Linked DNA regions of Sus scrofa: all the other regions are linked to region 2. The links are chromatin contacts, called in public HiChIP or PLAC-seq maps. All regions are on one chromosome and are shown on one strand. The core of a region is the stretch at or near the end of the contact, and the rest is flanking DNA. Distances in the headings are between cores, read along the strand shown. Region 1 overlaps TMC1 (transmembrane channel-like protein 1). Region 2 holds the start of TMC1 (transmembrane channel-like protein 1). Region 3 overlaps TMC1 (transmembrane channel-like protein 1).

Evidence for each region. HiChIP or PLAC-seq counts read pairs in DNA pulled down with a chosen protein or histone mark.
Region 1: a contact with region 2 is called in an H3K27ac HiChIP or PLAC-seq map of skeletal muscle. The contact joins the enhancer-like site here to the promoter of TMC1 in region 2. A contact is called at or near these places in 5 of 47 Hi-C or Micro-C datasets (adipocytes, alveolar macrophages, embryonic fibroblasts and 2 more) and 2 of 2 datasets of contacts at active chromatin or transcription factors (alveolar macrophages and skeletal muscle).
Region 3: a contact with region 2 is called in an H3K27ac HiChIP or PLAC-seq map of alveolar macrophages. The contact joins the enhancer-like site here to the promoter of TMC1 in region 2. A contact is called at or near these places in 1 of 5 promoter capture datasets (liver), 7 of 47 Hi-C or Micro-C datasets (blood, embryonic fibroblasts, fibroblasts and 3 more) and 2 of 2 datasets of contacts at active chromatin or transcription factors (alveolar macrophages and skeletal muscle).

Annotation. Positions count from the first base shown.
Region 1 is chr1:225,842,488-225,846,684 of Sscrofa11.1, forward strand. All of the region lies in intron 2 of TMC1 (transmembrane channel-like protein 1), which reads left to right. Among named protein-coding and RNA genes, the nearest start is that of TMC1, 130 kb to the left of the region's middle. Within about 2 kb of position 2,679, at least 32 of the 83 cell types and tissues checked have an H3K27ac peak or open chromatin away from gene starts, as enhancers often do. A contact at or near this core is called in alveolar macrophages, embryonic fibroblasts and skeletal muscle, where this site is marked.
Region 2 is chr1:225,712,749-225,716,792 of Sscrofa11.1, forward strand. It overlaps TMC1 (transmembrane channel-like protein 1), which reads left to right and starts at 1,853. Exons shown (of 24, transcript XM_021064884.1): 1 at 1,853-1,991. It also overlaps a transcript of ZFAND5 not described here.
Region 3 is chr1:225,889,911-225,894,417 of Sscrofa11.1, forward strand. All of the region lies in intron 2 of TMC1 (transmembrane channel-like protein 1), which reads left to right. Among named protein-coding and RNA genes, the nearest start is that of TMC1, 180 kb to the left of the region's middle. Within about 2 kb of position 3,096, at least 5 of the 83 cell types and tissues checked have an H3K27ac peak or open chromatin away from gene starts, as enhancers often do. A contact at or near this core is called in alveolar macrophages, where this site is marked.

The DNA of each region.
Region 1 (4,197 bases), core at 1,429-3,928, 130 kb after region 2:
TTGTAGGATTTTTAGCAGCATCCCTGGGCTTTAGACACTAGATGCCAATAACACCCTTTCCCCAATCCTGACAATGAAAAATATCTCCAGAAATTGCTGAATGCTTCCCAGGGACAAGATCTCTGAGACCACTGGTCTAATGGAAGAAACAGACGAAGTACACAAGTTTCTTACATACTATATTAAGATCCATAGGGCTGATAGGAGTATAGTGAAGGGTCATGTCACAAAGACTATGAGTGTAGAGGGAAATTAGGAAAGACTTAGGGCAGTAAATAAAGTGGAGTGGAATCTTGACTCCTAAGCAGCAGCTCTTGGGAGACATGAAGGAGGAGGGAGGAGGGAGGAGGGAGGTGAGAAGAAGAATGAGAAGTGATGGGGAATTACTTGGTCCTGGCTGAGAACAGGGAATGAGAAAATGCACAGAGGCCTGAACCAGCATGTTATGTTAGAGGACCAATAAGCCAGTAAGTGCAATGTTATTGAAGTGTAAAGTGTTGGGGGTGGGGGTGGGGGGAGGCGGATAGTCGGCTTTGGAGCCGCAAAGCTACAGAACACATTTTTCATAGCCCAAGGTCACTCTTCTATTACCCTTTACAGTGAGGTTGTCATCATTCATTTTTCTCTCATCACTGCTAGGGAGCCCATTAAATACTTGCCCTATACTTGGTCCAAACCAGTTAGTAGACTGTAGAATCTTTTATTTCTTTTCCTAGCAATGAAATCAGTTGAGCTTTTGCAGAATCTCAGGTATGTTTTTCCTCAGGTTTGGGACAGAAGCATTTTTAAAAATGCATAATACTTCAAAGCAGAGGAAAAAATAGCTTTGGCTATTTGTTCCTTTATTCAACTCGAAACTTTTCATAAAGGTGAAAAACAATTTTAAGGATAAATATCATCATTATTTTATTTGAGCTTTTCTGACTTCTTTGAACCTCGGGAAAACAGGATCAGTGTCTTTTTAATGTTTATCTTAGTATCTGATGTACAGAAGCTGCTCAACCAATGTTTATTGAATAAATATATTTACTTTTTTCTTTTTTTTTGGTCCTTTTTAGGGCTGCACTTGTGGCATATGGAAGTTCCCAGGCTAGGAGTCTGATTGGAGCTGCAGCTGCCAGCCTACAACACAGCCACAGCAATGCAGGATCTGAGCTGCATCTGTGACCTACACTACAGCTAATGCTGGATCCTTAATCCACTGAGTGAGGCCAGGGATCAAAGCTACATCCTCTTGGATACTAGTCAGGTTCTTAATCTGCTGAGCCATGACAGGAACTCCTACATTTATTTTTGTTTAATTTTTTTAATTGTCATTTCCCCAATACAGCTTTTTTTTTTTTTTTTTTTTTCCCGCTGTACAGCATGGTGACCTGGTTACACATACATGTATACATTCTTTTTTTTCACATTATCATGCTCCATCATAAGTGACTAGACATAGTTCCCAGTGCTACACAGGAGAATCTCATTGCTAATCCATTCTAAAAGCAATAGTTTGCATCTGTTAACCCTAAGCTCCCAGTCCATCCCATACCCTCCCCCTTGGCAACCACAAGTCTATTCTCCAAGTCCATGATTCTCTTTTTTGTGAAAAGGTTTTAATAATAGTAACAATATTTGGTCTGTTCAGGCTATATGCACTGTATATTGTAACAGAATACCATAAGCTGAATGGCTTAAAAACAGTAGAAATTTGTTTCTCATAGTTCTGGCGACTGAGAAGTCTAAGATAAAGGTGCTGGTAGATTTGGTATCTGGTGATATCCTGATTTCTAATTCATAGCTCCCTTTTTGCTGTTAACTTCACATGGCAGAAAGGGCAGGGAGTCTCAGAGCTCTCTTTTATAAGGTGCTAATCCCTTTCCTGATGATTCTGCTTTCATGACCTAAACACCTCTCGAGAGCCCCATCTCCTAATACCATCACATTATATGAATTTCAAGGGGACACAAACATTCAGTCTTTAGCACATTTCTGTAGAGCACAATACACTATAAACTTCCCAGGGATATGATCTCATTTCCTGACAACATTAACCCAATGAGATAAGTAATGGATTGTTTTTAACTGCATTACAAGTTGTATCTTATCCTTGACTCACTATTGTCCAAGCCATACTTTCCTACTCTACACTGAAATAAAACTTTTAACAGAAACATTTTCTGTATTGTATAACTGCTTATTCTTATGATAGATAGATGACAGAGAGGGTAGACATTATAGATAGATATTTTCAACTTTTCTAAGTCCTAGAGCCATAAAATAATATAGGAGGGAGGAGCCTTAAGAGTTGAACCTTTTGATTTCATAGGTGAAGAAACCAAGGCCACATAGTTACTTGGTATGCCATGATTCTGGATTGTGGAAGTTTCTTTGTACAGCGTGTCCTCTACTGAGAGAGATGTTTCCGAAGGTGGGCTTCAACGACATAAGAAACAGCACGTTAACAAAAAAAAAACCCAAACCCAAACAAACACACATATGCCTATTCTTTTATACCAGTATTGAATAATGCTATCCAGGTGTCCAAATATAATGACCTGTCTGTTTTCTCTTCTGTTTTCAGAAGAGAATGCAAGGGCCTGGAGAGGTTAAATTTTGCTCAGGTTTCTCTTAGCCAAGTCAACATCTGTTTGCTTCTTAACAATGAGTCATCTCTATTCCTTATAAGTAGGGCAGGAGGGCAGCTGGAATTTCCCAGCTGACTGCTTGGTCACTGCTTCCTGTCTCTGCTGCTCTTTATCCTTCATGGCACAATTTCATTGGCAAAAAAGTGGAACAGATACTACCTGGGGTAGTTGTCTCTATTGACTCAGATGCCTCAGGCTTGTGTTATTGTAAAATGAATGTCTGACTTTAACAATAGTGTGAATAATTTTATCTCTTCCCAAGCTTTATTGCTCAATATTCCACCCAGAAAGGAACCCCAACCACATTCAGCCTATCATAGTCCATCTGTGATTAACACATGCAGAGCTTGTCATTGTGATGAGGCTCAATGGATGGATCATCACTGCAAATGAGAAAAACACTGAGCTTTTGTGGCTGTGCTCTCTTTCTCTCTCTCTCACACACACACACACACACACACACACAAAAAAAAAAAAAAAAAAAAAAAAAAAACCAAAACAATCTTTAAAACCAAAGACTAAATAAATGTTGATGGCACCAAGAATCTTTCACTGGTCTTGCTTATTGCTAAAACTTGAAAGCTGCAGGCTCTTGTTTAGGTGGGCGTGAGAGTGTGTGTCCTCCTCTAGAAGGTGGCAACTTTGAGAAGAAAAGAGAGGGATCTTGTTGAAGAAACATCAAATTCCTATTGTACATAGCACATCTGGGGCACTCACTTTAGTACTTAAAATAACATACTCCTTTGCACAGCTTTTATTTTTGTATTTTTTGTGTACAGCTTGAATTATCCAATAGCCTTGCTTTGAGGGCTTTCATCATATCATATTGATCCTCTCACTGTCTAGGACAATGAGGAGCACAGAATAAATGCTCAACAGATACTATTTAAACTAAATTAACTCTATAAAGCCAAAGGTTTGGGATGCCACTTCTTCATGCAAGCCTTGTTCTTTAAGACTACCTGACAAATTAAAATTTATACAGTCACAGGGGGATTAAATTCTAACATCCATTCTTTTTATAATTGGTATTTTGACCCTATGAGCTTTCTTTCGCTCTCTGATTCTTAAAAACAAAGTAAAGTAAGACAAAACAAAAACAAAACTAAATTAAATAAAATCCCTCTGACTTAGAAAAGAGCCAAAAATAATAACCCTCTAGGCTAGGCCAGTAACTCTCTGTAACATCTGTGGGCTCAGGGCACAAGCCCAGATTGGAGGGAGAGAAGGGGAAGGCCCCACTTTTCTCCCCACTCCTGCTCTGTGTGAGAGGCTTGGAAAGCACAAGTGATCAACATACCATGAACCCCCAGGCCCACCAAGCAGATGCCCCATGGCAAATACTTGGTTCCAGAGTTGTACATACCATGCAGAGTGGTCCAACCATAAGAGTATAGACTGAAAGAAGAGGTCCATTCAGGCCTTTGAATTGGTCTCATTGTAATTTGAATGGAGAATCCAGGGTCTTTGGAACAGGGTCATGATCTGATTTTTTGGGGGGATACTTGTGTACCAAGTGAACATAGGCATGGTATTGGGCATGTTACCTTGACCCCTAGGACAT
Region 2 (4,044 bases), core at 603-3,102:
GTCCTCCACCCATACCCCTATGACCCTCCAAGAGAAGGCCTCACTCAGGAGAGCCCATCAGGGCCTTCTTCAAAAACCACTGAGTCATGCATAACAGCAGCTCCGCAGGCCAGGCCGGCCCCTCACCCAGCCTGTCCTGCGCCGACCCCCCGACCCTCAACTGCTCCTCCGAGGAGGTGGAGATGGGGGGGTGAGGAAGGCAAGGGGCCAGGGGCGCCGCCGCCGCCACCATTTCTTTGTCTTTCCTGGTCAGGCCGCCCACGCCGGGCGCCACCGCCGAAGACGGCCGGGGTGGACTTGAGGGAGGCCCGGAGCCCGAAACCCCGAGGCCGCACGCCAGGCATTGTTTCCACGGCCGTGCGAGTGCGACTGAACCGGAGGCAGGGAACCGGGTCTCCGGCCACGACGACACGATGACGCCTTCGTCTTTGTGCTTCCTGAACTGGCGGGCGGGCTCCCCTCCCCCGGACGCCGCCGGCCGCTAGGGTTTCGCCGGAGGCCTACGGCACCCCAGTCCTCCGCTCCCACCACCAGCCCGGGACGAACAGCCGGGAGCCCTGCCTCCCCTCCACACCACTCACCCTGCGGGGCCAGGAGCCGGGCTCGCGCGCGACACCGGCGCGGTGGGGCCGGTCCGAGCCCTCAGGGATAGGCGAGTCGGGTGCCTTGGAGCCGCAGCCGCGGGCCGGTCGGAGCCGCAGGAGGTTGCGCCGCCGCCGCCGCCGCCGCGGGGTCCTTCTTTGTTCCCGCAGCAGCAGTGAGCGTGGCCGGGACACGCCGGAGCTCGGGAAGTGGGAGGAGGGAAGCGGCGCGGGGCGGGGGGACAGAGGAGGCGGAGGGAGGACCGAAGGCCGCGGCGGCTAAGGCAGCTTTCGGCGCTCACCCGTCGTCGCCTCACGCCTCCACCAGCGGCGGGTTGGGCAGACTCCGAGGGCGAGCCGGGCGCGCGCAGCTAGGCCTGGGCGCCGCAAGGGCCCGCGGATGGCGCTCTCGGATGCTTCTTCTACCACCGAGGAAGCTGCGCTGTTCCCGGGAGCTACAAGCCCAAAACTGAGATGCAGACAGATCTGCGCTCCAGCTCACTGACGCGTTCTCTCCTGCCGGCGCTCCGGCTCTGAGGGAAAGAGGGAGGGAGGGGGCGGGGTCTGTGCGTCATCGAAAACCCCGACGGCGCCGGCGGCGCCGGGAGCGCGATGACGTCACGTGCCCGTCGCCGCGCCTCTCACTCCAGTCACCCGGTCGGGGAGGAGGGGCCGAGCTTGACCGCTCTGCAGTTGCGCGGAGCCGAGTCACTGGCCGGGCTGCCGGCCTCCGGGCGGAGCTGGTAGGAGTTAGACCGGTGGAGGACGCGTTTCTATTTTTAACCTGATTATCCGCCCTCAGCGTCTCGCCTTCTGATTTTCTCAGTCGAGCCTGCTTTTCGCCATCTCAGTTCTCACGCTTTGTCTCGACCCCTTGGCAGACATTTCCCTTTCCTCCTTACTCCCCCTTCCCCCACCCCTGGAGAAAGAGGTAGAAGGATTCGCCTCAGAAAATGAACTGCTCTATAGCCTCTGGGTCTCCTCGCCTCTTTATGACGCTTCCCCGTCCAGTTCCCTCCCACACCTTTTCGGTTCTAAAGTACAGCTTGAGCGTTGCCTTGTTGCTGTCGGGAAGGAGCAGGGCAGGCGGCGCTGGCTCTCTTGCACGCCCAAGGTCACGGGTGGTTGTGCAGAGTCAGGAAATGCTTGGCCTCACTGGCTGCCAGTCCTCCGCCCCGCGCGTCGGCGTTGTTGTTCTGAACAAACTGTTTTGGCCAGCCTGTAAAATCCCTGGAAATTGGCTATTCCAGCAAAGCGTCTCGAACTGGGAAAGCACCAAATGTTCTACTCAAGAAAAGAAGGGCCAAACAAGCTAGATCTGAGGGAGAGATCAAAAAGAAGGCGTTGCAGGAGGAAATTCAAGAGGGGGCAATTCAGAAATGAGGCACAGGCCCTGACTAGTTTGAAAGGGTGAGTTAACTAAAAACAGAACCTTTTCAAAGCAGCAACAAAAAAATCCCACGTGCAGCTGACCTCTCCAGGTGACTTTAGTTCAACTCAGAAGACCAAAATTAGTAACACAGAAAGGGACTTACGAAAATTTTGTAGTAAACAATGGCCTAATGAATAAATAGAAACGGTTTTTAGGCCTTCTGATAGCCACCATTAAAATGGAGAGGTAGGTCCCTTCCTTGTTTCCCAAACTTGCTGATCAGAAAAATCCACCTGGAGTAATTATTTACCTTTAAATAATCACCTAAGCTTCTCCCTTGGAAGTAGTTTTGGTTATCTGGGACTTTGAAGTTGAAGTAATGATCCAGGTGATTCTGATTTATAATTTTGTCTGGGAGAATGTTGTCCTGATGCACTTTGCCAACGTTTCCAAATCAGACCGCTTTCTGCCACAGTAAGCTGAATCCCTAGAATGTAACTGACCATTTTCTTTACAACTTGGAGTTATTGCTACAGGCAGTTAATGTGTTGAAGATGTAAGTAGTTTCGGATATTGGTCCCAGGAAATTTACTTTCTTGATGTAGACAAATTAGTAAAAGCAGAGCAGCTGCCATTTACAGGCCATTTTCAGGGCTAAGATTTTTCATTTAGGGTCTCGTTAATCCTCACAGCAGTTCACCGAGATAGGTACTATATAGCCATTTTCAAAGATAAGTGAATAATGATGAAAGAGGATAAGTGACTCTCTTGAGGCACTGAAGGACAGGGAAATAGTGGAGGTGATTCTTAGGACAAAAGTAACTTGGAAATTCTTCCCCCCACACACATCCATTTTAGTTGTTAAAAAGTGGAACAAGATAATTCTTGAAGAAGCATGATTGAAAGAAAAAAACCAACAAAGTAATAAAACAAGCTGGTTATTTAATAAGGTATTGCATAATATATATTATGTAGCACCTTCTCAGCCAATCATAATTTTCTCTGTAAGGTTGTTTCTAACAGGAATGTACTTGATATTGAGCCTATTTTTAGCAAGTTACTGTTGCAGCAACTACCCTAGTTGTTCTCAAAGTGTGGACCATACACCAGCAGCATCAGTATCACTTGGGCACTTGTTAGAAATACAAAATCTGGGAGTTCCTGTTGTGGCGCAGTGGAAATGAATCCAACTAGGAAGCATGAGGTTGCGGGTTCGACCCCTGGCCTCTATCAATGGGTTGGGGATCTGGTGTTACTGTGAGCTGTAGTATAGGTTGCAGATGAGGCTCCGAACCTATGTGGCTGTGGCTGTGGCATAGGGTGGCAGGACAGGGAAATATTGGATGTGTAGCTTGGATTAGACCCCTAGCCTGGGAACCTGCATATGCTGCAGGAGTGGCCCAAGAAATCAAAAAAAACCAAACAAACCAAAAAAAACTTTGTTGAAAGAAATTGATGAATTAATGTGTGTGTGTTTATAATGTGTACACTGCTTTGGATATCACCTTTTTGAGAAACTAGTTACTTTGGTCTCAAGAACTTTAAAAAATCTTTGTGACTGAACAAACTAGTTATCAATGTTAAGTACATATTTTGAATCTCAGTAGTTCGACCTCGGATTGGCTTTGAAACACCACTTTGGAGCTTGTCATAACTTGGGCTCATGGGTGGGGGTGGGCCAGAGAGATAGTCAAGAATGAGGTCAGTGATTTGGCAAAAGCTCCACAGCAACTGGAATTGTTTAAAGCTCTAGCAGTGGCAATTGGCACTAAGGCCCTAGCTGTCACAGAAAGCAGGTAGATGCCATGAGGGAGGTCAGAATTCAATTAGAAGACTGCTAAGAAAGAAATGAGTAGGGTGGGCCCTTGTCCTGGAGGAATGCAAGTTCTAGGCAGAGAGCCAAGGCAAGTTTGTTATGTTCATGTAATATTTTTTCATTTACAGTGTGTATTCAAATGCTCTAATTCCATACATTCTCACAACAGCCCATTGAAATGGTATTATCATCTCTCCTTTTGCAGAGGAGTTACCTGAGGCTCAGGGCAAACTCATGTGTTCTGTCCTATGTCATGCATCTAGTGAGAGTCAGAG
Region 3 (4,507 bases), core at 1,846-4,345, 180 kb after region 2:
GGGAGTTCCCATTGTGTTTCAGCAGGTTACAAACCTGACTAGTATCCGTGAGGATTCTGGTGTGATCGCTGGCCTTGCCCAGTGGGTTAAAGAGCCAGTGTTGCTGTGAATTGTGGTGTAGGTTGCAAACGTGGCTTGGATCCTGTGTTGCTGTGGCTGTGGCCTAGGCCAACAGCTGCAGCTCTGATTCAGCTCCTAGCTTGGGAACTTCCATATGCCGCAGATAAGGCCCTGAAAAGAAAAAAAAAAAAAAAAAAAGAAAGAAAGAAAAGAAAGAGAGGAAAGAAGTGTAGGGGACGCTGAAGAATTACAGGGAATCAGATGTTCCCTCCTGTGTTTTCACTGAGGAAGTAGTTTCTTAGCCTATGCTGCTTTGGCTTCTCTTGTGACCCCTGTCCCAGCCCTTGGCTGCATCTACTCCACATCCCCAGGACTCAATCCTTCCATCTGCCTTCTGTTTATGCACTCACAGCTGCTTTCCCCCCTCATCCTTTGTTCTTGTTCTTTAAAATCCAAGGGGGAGTTGCTCTTCTGAAAGCATTTGAATTCAGCTCATGAAAAATTCTATAACAAGTGTACTAGACTGTTTGATCTCTGGCTTCTTTCACACATTTGCCCTTTATACCCTGAGAGCCATGAGCTTCATTTCCTTGGAGCAGATTGCAATTTCAATGGAAAGGAAATAACTGTGTAGCCTTCAAGCCGAGTTCAGTTCTAATAAGAATCAAGCAAAGCTCAATTCAGGGCCACTGTGGAAACTCAGGCACTGAATCAGGCTGTAGAAATCTCTGTGCCAACACAGCTTAAAGGTTATGATATTGGAAAATCCTTGACCTGGGTTCAAATTCTATCTGCACCATTTACTATCTGTGTGATCTGAGTAAGATGCTTAAATTCTGTAGATTCATTTTCACCTTACATAAATGGGAACACTTGTATGTTCAAAAGTTTGTTCAGTCATTCAAGAAATATGTTAGTGCATTCTGAGTATCAAACTCTCCTGGCTTATGATCCAGTGATTCAATAGGTATGAGTCAAATAATCACAAATAAATATAGAATTATAAATAAGTAAATCCATAAGCTTTAGATCCATAAATCAGGACCTCCTGGGCAAACTGGGATATCTGGATCTGCCCCCGCCTACCACACACTTCCCATGACAAAGAAGGTTGGGAAAGACTTCCCTGGGGAAGGGTAGACGGAACTGAGATCTACGGAAAGAGTGAGGATTACTAGGCAAAAGGGGTAAGACAGGAATAGTTAGGCCAGGAGAGCAAGTAGCATATGCAAAACTCTAAAGCAAGAGATAGCATGGGGACTGCAATAGATTGAAGACCAGTATGGTAGAAGACCAGAGGGTGTGTGGCAAATGTAGGGGCCAGAACACTTGCCTGTTTCATAGGTGTTAGGAATGTAGGCTTGATCCTGGCTGGTTTTAAGTAGGAAAATTGCAAGACCAGATTTGCATTTTAAAAAAAAAATCAGTTTGGCTAACAAGCAGAATTGAGTTAAGTGGTGATTCTCAGTCTTGACCTTCAAAGTGAAACTTTTAAACAGTGTCAGAGCCTGGGCCCCATCCTCAGAGATTTGGATTTTGTTGGTTTAGAGTATATTCCTGTAGATTATAATGGATGCCAGGGCTGAGGTTCACCCAGGATGGAGGCTTTATGGATGTGGGAAAGAACAATTGCGAAGCTTTTATAGTAGTCCTGATAAGAAATGATGGAACAGATTTTGAGACAGAGCAGGGACCCTGTGGTTATACAGCAGTGATTCTCAATCTATACTGGACTTCCAGTCCCTGGAAGATTTGTTAAAATGCAGATTTTTCTGGGCCTTTTAATTCCATAGGTCTGGGTTGGGACCTGAGAACATGCATTTCTGACCAGTTCTCTGGAGATGCTAATCATGCTAGTTTGGTGATCACTGATCTAGAGAAAAGCTGTCAGATTTGGTAGATAAAATGAACAGAATTTGATGGTAGATGGTCTGTGCAGCTAAGGATGAGGGGGACTGTAAGGACTCTTCAGTTTTCTGAATTTTGCAACTGAATGTGTGGGTTGTGCCATTTATTGATATCCAGGGAACAGCCACCCAGAAGGGACATGAATGCATGTATTTAAGGGTGTCTTTGAAACAACTAAGTGAATATATCAAGTAGGGACTTGGGAGAACTTGAGGGAAGGTGATTAGAGCTATAAATTTTAAAATTATTGTATAGATAATCACTGAAAGGACTTATCAGTGGGACCACTCAGCTTTGCAACATTTTTTTTTAACTCTTATCCTTAATTTCAAAGCTCTGACTTCTCTTTTTGTTAGCCTTTCCAAAGTGTCATAACCCTTCCAGCCTCAGTGCCTCCTTAAGTTCCATTCCTTCTGTTTGGAAGAATGCTTCCTCCCAGGCCTTCACATTTAGCTTCTTTTGCCCCTTTAGATCCCACCCCTCAGGCTTGGTCATTAGCAACCAGGAACCTTTGTTCTCTGATTTATAGCACAAATCAGAGTTGGTGGTTATGTGTTTATTTGTGTGATTATTTTCTAAAAGGTCATCTCTCCTGCTAGATTCCAAGAAAACACCACTGCATCCTGAGGGTTTCTCTCAATCTTATCACACTTCAGGAAATCCTCTGAGACAGTTGTTAAATGTCCAGCAGGTCTTTTACAGAGATGGTAGTTGTTAAAACAGATAATTTCTCAGGAACAGGGAGAAGCAGTTCTTTGTGAAGCAGTTGCTAGTGTTTTTTCAGTAATGAGATTAAGTTTTGTAGGACTCCTCCGGCTGGGTGAATCAGCAACAGCGGCATCTGGTGGAAGTTAAGTGATGCAACAACTATGACCTGTCTGGGCTTAAGGTTGTTTTAAACAAATGCTGCTTTGGGAGAAAAGACTCTCTCTCTCTTTTTTTTTTTTCCAACCCTTAAAAATATGAGTAATATTTGTTAAAGGGAAGATGAACTATCTTTTTGAGAGAGCTAGCTGGAATAATTGGATATTGAAAAGTGTTTGGTTTTCAAAGAGGAGAGGCACTGTAATTTAGAAGGGTTTATTCAAAGAACACTTATGGTAGGAAATAAGGAAGTTAGAGATCTCCACCCAGAACCAGCATCACAGAAAAACAGGAACAGGCGTATAGTTGGGTTTCTCAGATCTATTTGCATTTTGGAACTGACAGGTCAGCGAGGATATTGTTCATCTCTAGCCTGTTGTCTTGTAGCTTCCTTGGTGGCAGATGCAGGCCTCCATTACTTTCTCTGCTCTGTTACACTGCTATGGGCCTTCTTCCTGCAGAAGCATGGTGTTACTAAAATGATGATATCAGAGACTGCCCAATATGGTGGGGTGAAGGTATGAAATAATTTTTCTTTATTTCCAATTTTTTCTCAGAATGGGGAAGGCTTTTTAATTCTGCTATAGAAAATGAAAACTGAGGAGTTCCCGTCGTGGCACAGTGGTTAACGAATCCGACTAGGAACCTTGAGGTTGCAGGTTCGATCCCTGGCCTTGCTCAGTAGGTTAAGGATGTGGCATTACCGTGAGCTGTGGTGTAGGTTGCAGACATGGCTCAGATCCCACATTGCTGTGGCTCTGGCATAGGCTGGTGGCTGTAGCTCCGATTAGACCCCTAGCCTGGGAACCTCCATATGCCGCAGGAAGCGGCCCTAGAAAAGGCAAAAAAAAAAAGAAAATGAAAACTGTGACTGTAGCCCACAATTTATGAAATTGATTTCGCAATGTGTAGCTCTCCTCTACTTCTAATTCAACTACTCTTGCCACTATCAGCAGACCTACTGATGGACTTGAAGCCAAGTGGGTTGACTTCCCTGGATATGATATTCCTATGGGACAGAGCTTTTTGTATCCAGCTGCTTCACAGACAGTTGCCCAACATGCATCTTGTTTGCTCAGAGATCTTGTGCCCTCTCTTATTCCATTCACCTATCACCACTGTTGGGGAGTCATGTAATACAGAAGCTAATCACTGTACCAGTTAAGAATTTTTGATTCAAATCGCTTAAATTGTAAGGGAATTTATTTCTTATTTAACTGGTAAGTCTAGCAATGGAATGGCCTTCCAGTAGGAGATGATTCAGTGGTTCAATGATATCAAAAACTCTATTTATTTTTCCACTTTGCTATCTACAATGTTGGCTTCATCCTAAGATTGTCTTCCCTTGTTGTCATAGGTTTTGCATCAGTCAGGATCAGCTAGATTATGCTCTAGTAATGTTATGGACTGAATGCTTGTATACCCCCAAATCTTTCTGTTGAAGCCCCAGCGCCCAAATGAGATAGTATTAGGAGGTAGGGCCTTTGGAAGCAAACTAGAGAGTAGAGTCCCACGATGGAATTAGTGTCCTTATAAGAAGAGGAAGAAACACCAGCGTTTCCTCTCTCTGTCCTGAGAAGACATAGTGAGAAGGCAGCCATCTACAAGCCTGGAAGAGTGTTCTCACCAGACACCAAATCTGATCAACAAATACATTTTGTTGTTTAAATCACCC